Linked DNA regions of Capra hircus: region 2 is linked to region 1. Evidence: chromatin contacts called from public Hi-C data. All regions are on one chromosome and are shown on one strand. Each heading gives the region's core, a stretch centred on a gene start, on an enhancer-like site or on the middle of the called end of the contact. The rest is flanking DNA. Distances are from core to core; before and after follow the strand shown. Region 1 holds the start of FGGY (FGGY carbohydrate kinase domain-containing protein). Region 2 overlaps FGGY (FGGY carbohydrate kinase domain-containing protein).

Region 1 (3,660 bases), core at 697-3,196:
GGTCTTAATATTATTATTCCTATTGTATTAATATATTATGATTCACACAGGTGCCGAGAACCAGATCCTAGTACTTCCCACACTGCCAAAGAGTCCATGGTTAAAGCTTTGGCTATTTGTTGGAAATGAAGGTGAACAGTCATGGTGTAGAAGAAAGAAAATGACCCTGTGGGGGTGGGTAGAGTTGCCACCCCAAAATGTCTCTTTGGCATGCAAATTATTTAGAGCTGAAAAAATTCAAAGTCCAAGAAGACTCAGGAAAAAACTCTGATGTCCCCCCTTAGCTGCATAAATAATGCAGACAGGGAACCTCTTCCAAGAAGCGATCATAGATAAGTATAGTATGAACTAGGTATGGGAGACTGGGAGAAACCTGGAAAGGTTTTTTTTTTTTTCCTGATTCTGTTCTGTGTCCTACTGTCTCTGTGTATCCAGAAAACATTTGTTTACCAAACATTTTCTTTTCCATCTTCATGTAAACTGCCTTCTTCCCTTCTGAAAACTCAAACCACTACTCCCAACATCTTTGTCTTTTTTTTTTTAATCTTTAGTTAAGGATGGTTTTTCAGTTACTCAGTTTTACTGGGTCTTTCCCATGTACACATGTGATTAAACTTTCATTTGGTTTTCTCCCATTGATCTGTAAATTCAATTCTTAGACCAGCCAGAAGAACCTAGAGGGGTAGAAAAGAACTTCCTCCTGACAACAGCAATCCAGGAGCCCTAGGAACTAATCACATGGCCTTAGCCTCACTGAGCCAGTATCCTCACCTGTAAGACCAAGAGAAGAACATGTATTTGGGGTAGTTACGAGGAGAGCAGAGTGACTATCACACACATGGCACACACTCCAGTGCAGTGAAAGCACAGTGATTACCTAGGCTTACCTCTCAGAGCTGGTGTGTCCTTCGACAATCACTTCCTTTTACTGTGCCTTCGTCTCCTTTTCTAGGAAGATAAAGAATTTAGACTTGATAAATTACCTTCCAAATGCCAGTCCCATCAGCCTGGGAGCCTGACTTTTTAAAAGATATGGCTCAGGTTTAAGTTAAGTTTGTGGAATCTTCCCTCCTATTACTTACTGGGTGTCTCAAAACAAGCTAAAAAACCTTTCAGACTCCCTGCATCTGTAAACTAGGGACAACTAGGACCTAGCTAACTGGAAATGTAAGGATAGTGAAGATTAAATGAGATAGGTGTATCCAGGATCCACCAGACTAATTTCCTTAAAGGCTGGGACCCATTTGTAGATTTACAAACTGTGACACTTCTTCTCATTGTTGCTCACAAAATTAGATGAGTAAATTTAAATAAAGTATCAGGAATAGGATCTGGCACAAACTAAAAACATTTGATAAATATCATTAGAAGGGCTTCCCTCTTAGCTCAGTCGGTAAAGAATCTGCCTGTAATGCAGGAGACCCAGGCTCGATTCCTGGGTCAGGAAGATGCCCTGGCGAAGGATATGGCAACCTACTCTAGTATTCTTGCCTGGGAGAATCCCATGGACAGAGGAGCCTAGCAGGCCACAGTCCATGGGGTCGCAAGAGTCGAACACGACTTAGCGACTAAACCACCACCACTTTATTTTAGCAACTGTCTGCATGAGTCCTGGTGTTCAGCGCATTGTTGAAACGCAGTTACAGGATACACGCTGGACACATATACCCACCAACGGCTACGAAAAGTTTGCGTGGATAAACTCTGCTAGAAGAGCCTGCAGAGCAGGAAACTCGCGGCCTGAGAGGACAGAGCCCACTTCAGGCCTTAAGTCCCTGAGACAGTGCAAGAACTTGTTAGAGACAGGTCCACACGACTCGCCGGGCCGTAGGACCGCAGGAGCAGGCGGGGGCCAATCCCCAGCCAGGTTCAAAGGGCCAATCGTGGCACGCTTTACAAGGGCCCCGGCCGGAGGGGGCGGGGCCGCGCGCGGGGCGGGGCGGAGCCTCAGCTGCCCCCGTGGACCGCCCAGTCCAGGCCCGGTGGGGCTCCGCTCGGCAACCTGCAGAGCCCTGATAGCTAAAATGTAATTTCAGATTGGACAAGTAAGTGACCCTCCTCTCAGTCCCACGTGTGTACCAGGGCCTTTACAGAAACGCAGGCTCGCAGCGCGAACGTTCTCCAACCGGAGAGCGTATCTGGCCCAAGCCTCCCTCCCCTTTCCCGCAGTCGCCGCCTCCTCTTCCTCCTCTGACTGCCTGAGTCTTAAACGCCAGCGCCAGCCGGGCCTTTCGCCTCCGAGATCTTGTTGAGTCCCCTGTATACACTCCTGGGTGAGGCGTCCGGCCACTCAAGAGACGGGTGGGCTTTACTGCATTCCCCCAAGCTGCCTAAGATGTCTGCAACCCTGGGTCCTCTGCAGTTACTATCCAATTAATTATGTTAATTTCCTCGCTTTCCCTTCATCTCCCCAGGGTCCTCTATCACCTTATTTCAGGATATTTCCTGGTTAAGAATCCGCCAGCAGTGCGGGAGACTGAGGTTCGATCCCTGTTTTGGAAAGATCCCCTGGAGAAGGGAAAGGCTACTCACTCTCGTATTCTGGCCTGGAAATTGTCCATGGGGTCGCAAAGAGTCGGACACGACTGAGCAACTGTCACCTGGGCATTTTTGAGCCTTTTAATTTCAGTCTGGCTACTGTAAGGCATTTAAGACCTGTGTTGCTTGTAGCTTTCAACGCTTTCAGCAACTTGTGATAATATTTGAAGCGCAGTTTAGATAGTATAATGCTCTTTGGCTACAGTTATCCTGGGTAGAAACGGCCTAGGAGTATCTTTCCATTTTTATTAATGACTTTTCATTTTAAGAACAAGATGCAAAATGGTGAATTTCCCTAATCCTTAACTATATTCCACCAAAGCACTTTTCATGTCTTAACATTTGTCTCTAAAGAGTCTCTGATTTTGTCTCTAAAGAGTCAAGTCATTTACAAAATATTGAAAAGCAGTCATCATTAGATTAGTTTTTAAAATACAGTGTTAGGGGAAGGAAGTGATGATGCTTTTGAATTGCTGAGCAGTGAGAAGGCAAGCTGCCTTTTTGTTAGTGGCTGGTGTATAGAGGGTAGAGTTCTGTTTTATTCTGCTTACTTTCCCCCTCTTCCCTGTAATCCACCAAATGTGCATCCTGAAGTTGTACTTCTTAAATTGCCAGCTGGGTCTTCCAGCCTTCTGACTGCCTCCTGGTCTTCTGGGAGTTTCCTGTTAATGAGGTCCTGTCCTTTGCTTTTGACCTTGTGGCCACTGGCCTGACTCTTGGAGGGATCAGCTAAGGAGGACTTCCTGGTGGCAGGCTGAGAAAACTCTTTATTAAGGATGATTGAAGGAACCCAGAGGGTAAGAAGGCCTGGAGAGGGGAAGGGAGTCTCCCTGCTGGATTTGGAAGTCAAAACATGTGTATTGGGAGAAGGAACTAACCCAGAGGGTGGAGATCTGTGTCTTTCTGGATGAAGTTAAGTTTACTGGGCAGAGACTGGACCTTCTTCCAGGCTGTGGTATCAATAATTGTTACTATCAATAATTGTCTTTTCCTGGAATCTGGTTCCCTTTCCCTAACCTACTTCACTAAGTTCAAATCACCATCTGTTATCAGCTGGTTCTGAAAACAGTTTCAGGTAGTGAATCTTCTCCACCACCCCCCCACCTCCGAATATTTGAAATA
Region 2 (3,737 bases), core at 590-3,089, 430 kb after region 1:
TGAGCTAACCCTCTGAAAAGCCTTTCCTTTCTTTCTTTTTTTAACTGTATGTTTCAAGGGGAATTTCTGATTGGGGGCTTAGCACCGTCAGTTTGAATCCCTCTTGGCATTTAGAGCTTTGAGAGATCCGTACCACCCTCTTTACTGGTGTTTTGTGCTAGAAGATCACTAGAGATTTAATTTCATTTATGTCACTGGATTTATTTAAAAAAAAAATAAATCAGGGGTCAGGGATGAATGCCCCATTCCTTTTTTTTTTTTTTTTTTGGTCAATTTTCACTGATTCCTTATGTGAATACCTCAAGGGTAAGAATCTAGTTTTAGTTATTTAGTTATTTCCAAATCTCCTGTCCCTAACACAGAGACTGACCTGGAGTGCTTAGTAAATATTTATATTTCATTCTACAAATACAACCTCCCCTGACGCCAACCCCCCCCCACCAGGTGCAGCAATGTGTAAAATAACCATTGTACCAGGTTTCATCCCATTTACAGTGGAGTGTAAGAGACCATTAAAAAAGTAAATCCAAATAAATATATAGTATATCTTGGATTAAGGGCTCTAAAGAGAAAAGAACAGTTTCAATGGAAGGACAAATATGAATGATTGATGAATGAAAGGAAAATGACCCCAACTGCCAACTTAAAATCTGTCTCATCTCATCTCTTTGTAAATAATTATTATTGGTATTATTTTAACTATCACAACTGCTGCCATTTCTTGAGTATCCACCACATTCCAAGCTCTGTGCTAGTACCTTCCTATTTAGTGCATCAAATTCTCAAAAGAACCTTGCTGTTTAGGCCTTCTTATCCCTTAATGGCAACCCACTCCAGTGTTCTTGCCTGGAGAATCCCAGGGACGGGGGAGCCTGGTGGGCTGCCGTCTATGGGATCGCACTGAAGCGACTTAGCAGCAGTAGCAGCAGCATCCCTTATTCCAGATGAAAAAGGAAGGCCCAAGGAAAGTAATTAACTTGTCCATGATCACAGTCAGTAAATGGGACAAATGCAAGTTGGTCTGACAGAGACTCTGCATTGAGCAAAAGGGAAAACATTCCAAAGATTATCATCAGGGATCCAACAGGGAGTCGCTGACTGAGGAACACTATATCCTACCTTGTTGCAAATGATCAATTATGTTAGGGGAGAGGAAGGAAAAAAAGAGAAAAATCTGTGTTCAAGAGTGAGAGGGAAAGGGAGGAAGATAGTATTCTTGAATTGGTCATCTTATCAGCCTCACAATAATAAGCCATCACCATGGGAACAAGAACTCTAATTAATGACAGATGTTGAGTCACTTTATAAACCACACCATCTGAATGCCGAGCTGGTGCTGTAACCCTGTCTCCCCTTTCGCAGCTGGGAGCATGCTATGGTCTTGTTGGAGAGACCCATCTTCCATGGGTGGAGCAAACTCTGGACTTGGCATCAGAAGACTTGCATCTGAGCCTCAAATCTGCCCTTTCTGAGTTCTTTTGCCTTGAACAATAAGCTCACCAAAAGTGAGAGGTGGCTATCATTAATTTTGTCATTATTATTGCTACCACTAGTAGTAGCTTTCTGAGACTCTAGATCTACAAAGTGCAATGTAACATCATCTCATCAGTTACCACACTGACAGCAAATGTCTGGCACAGACAGTGTGCTGTGTTATTTAACCGTGGTGATGCTGATGCTGGAGAAGAAAAGAAGGAAAGGGAAAGACGAAGAAAAGCAATTGCAGTGATGTGCAGTGATGTACGTGTGTAGAACTATGAAAGCTCTGAGGTGTGATACAAATGAGGGCTTTCTACTCATTGTCAAAATATTTTTGGTTAGTTCCTGGGCTGGTAGCCCATTCCTGTGTTCAGTTTTGTCAAAGGTTCTATTGTCTCTGTTCCCTTTCTGTCCAGCCCCGTGTACATGTCTCTCCTCCTTCCGGCTGTGCTGTTTCACTGGGGAAGGACAACCAAGACAAAGAATTCACAGAAATCATGAGAAAAATTTACTCAGAGCCCGAGTTCTCTATAGGCCAGGATTTCCCATAGACTGTTCTTTTGGACATTAGAAGATATTCCTGGAAATAATTCCTTTGGAAAACACTGCATTCAAGTTAACTAGGTATCTTTATAGTAAGACTTTGCATAAGAGTTTAATATATTAACATGCCTTGTGAATCTCCTAGGTTGTGGAGGCATTTAGAATACAGACTTTCCTAAATTTACTTGACCAAAAAATTAGTTTTTCATGGAGCATTTTACTTTGCTAAAGGACCAAACATTGAAAAGTGCTGCTGTAAACCCAGTCAAGACCATCACGTGTACAAGTAGTACCAGATAACAGGGTTGAAACATCCCACCAACCTTCCCATCATTCATGTGTCCATTTTACAAATTAAAAGGGCACCAATCCTGTATGTCCTTCCCTAGTGAAGGACAGGGAAGCTTGTGTGCTGTAGTCCATGGAGTCGCAAAGAGTCAGACACAACTGAGCGAGTGAATAACAATGCTATATTTGGCAGTAACTTCATGCTGGATGGTGGAGAAGCGACAAGATCCATATATTTCCACTCTTACCATCTTGGAGCTCTTGTGAGCATTTTGGGGTGATAGAGAAATTGCCTGGCAATAAAGATGCAGGTGAAGGGTGGAAACCAAGGGTGCTGTGGTAACAAGGACAGGGGCTTCTTATTCCTACTTCATACTTCAAGAGGAGTTTCCCAGAGGAAGGAACTTCTAACCTGAGATCCAAAGAACAGGAAGAACAATAGGTAACACATTGTCAATGCACTTTCCCAGGTGTTAGCAATCCTCTGGGTCAGACACAGTGAGAGTGGGGACAGGAAAGATGAGAGGAACGTGAACCAGCACATTGCTTTGGGTCTGTTGGTTCAAACTGGAATGAGTTATTAAACTCCATGGACTCAAGTGTCCAGGAGCCATAAATGGATACAAAATAGAATAACATGGCTTTTCCCCAAATGCACAGGTATCGGTAGCACCCAGGATTTTAGCTGGCTTGTGGACACTCTTTTTGTAATAGATATATATTTAATTTAACATATATTAGAAAAAGGTAACCAGAATCATACCTATGTTTTCATAGACATTTGTTGCCTAGAACAAGGCAATTTTAAAAAAAAGAAAAAAGAATTCATTCAGAATTTAGAAGAAAATATTATACTAATAATACTACACATGATACTTGAACATGGAAACAATTATGAAGATGGTATGTGAATAACTAAAATTTGTGAAGCAATAAAGTAACATGTATGAAAGTGTCTCATGCATAGAAAGTGAAAGAAGTGTTAGTTGCTCAATCGTCTCCAACTCTTTGTGGCCCCATGAACTATAACCTGCCAGGCTCCTCTGTCCATGGAATTCTCCAGGCAAGAATACTGGAGTGGGTTGCCATTCCCTTCTCCAGGGCCTCTTCTGAACCCAGGCACTGAACCCAGGTCTCCTGCATTGCAGGCATATTCTTTGCTGTCTGAGCCACCAGGGAAGCCTCATGCATAGAAGGCCCCAATAAATGCTTCCTTTCTTTCTGATTCGCTGGGCCAGCAAGTGGCAGACCCCAGGACTAAGCCAGAGCCTCAGACTCCCAGTCCAATACTCCTTCCAGGACACCTTTAACTGTGTCTGCCTCACTCAGCCACTCATCCCTCAGTAATAATGCAATGAGTGGGTATTTCAGAAGTAACTCATGACTTTGCAAAAATGTTCTGATGAATGTCAATAATAAATAACATG

The links. Hi-C and Micro-C count contacts between places; a contact is called where the count stands out from the background.
Region 2: a Hi-C map of blood shows a contact between it and region 1, with 1.6 times the contacts expected there. The contact joins the enhancer-like site here to the promoter of FGGY in region 1.

Annotation. Positions count from the first base shown.
Region 1 is chr3:34,081,500-34,085,159 of ARS1.2, forward strand. It overlaps FGGY (FGGY carbohydrate kinase domain-containing protein), which reads left to right and starts at 1,947. Exons shown (of 16, transcript XM_013962793.2): 1 at 1,947-2,045. LOC102168792 (a long non-coding RNA gene) reads right to left here and starts at 1,858. Exons shown (of 3, transcript XR_309906.3): 1 at 1,673-1,858; 2 at 888-948.
Region 2 is chr3:34,515,037-34,518,773 of ARS1.2, forward strand. The region is part of intron 14 of FGGY (FGGY carbohydrate kinase domain-containing protein); the gene reads left to right. Among named protein-coding and RNA genes, the nearest start is that of HOOK1, 120 kb to the right of the region's middle. Within about 2 kb of position 1,840, at least 2 of the 5 cell types and tissues checked have an H3K27ac peak or open chromatin away from gene starts, as enhancers often do.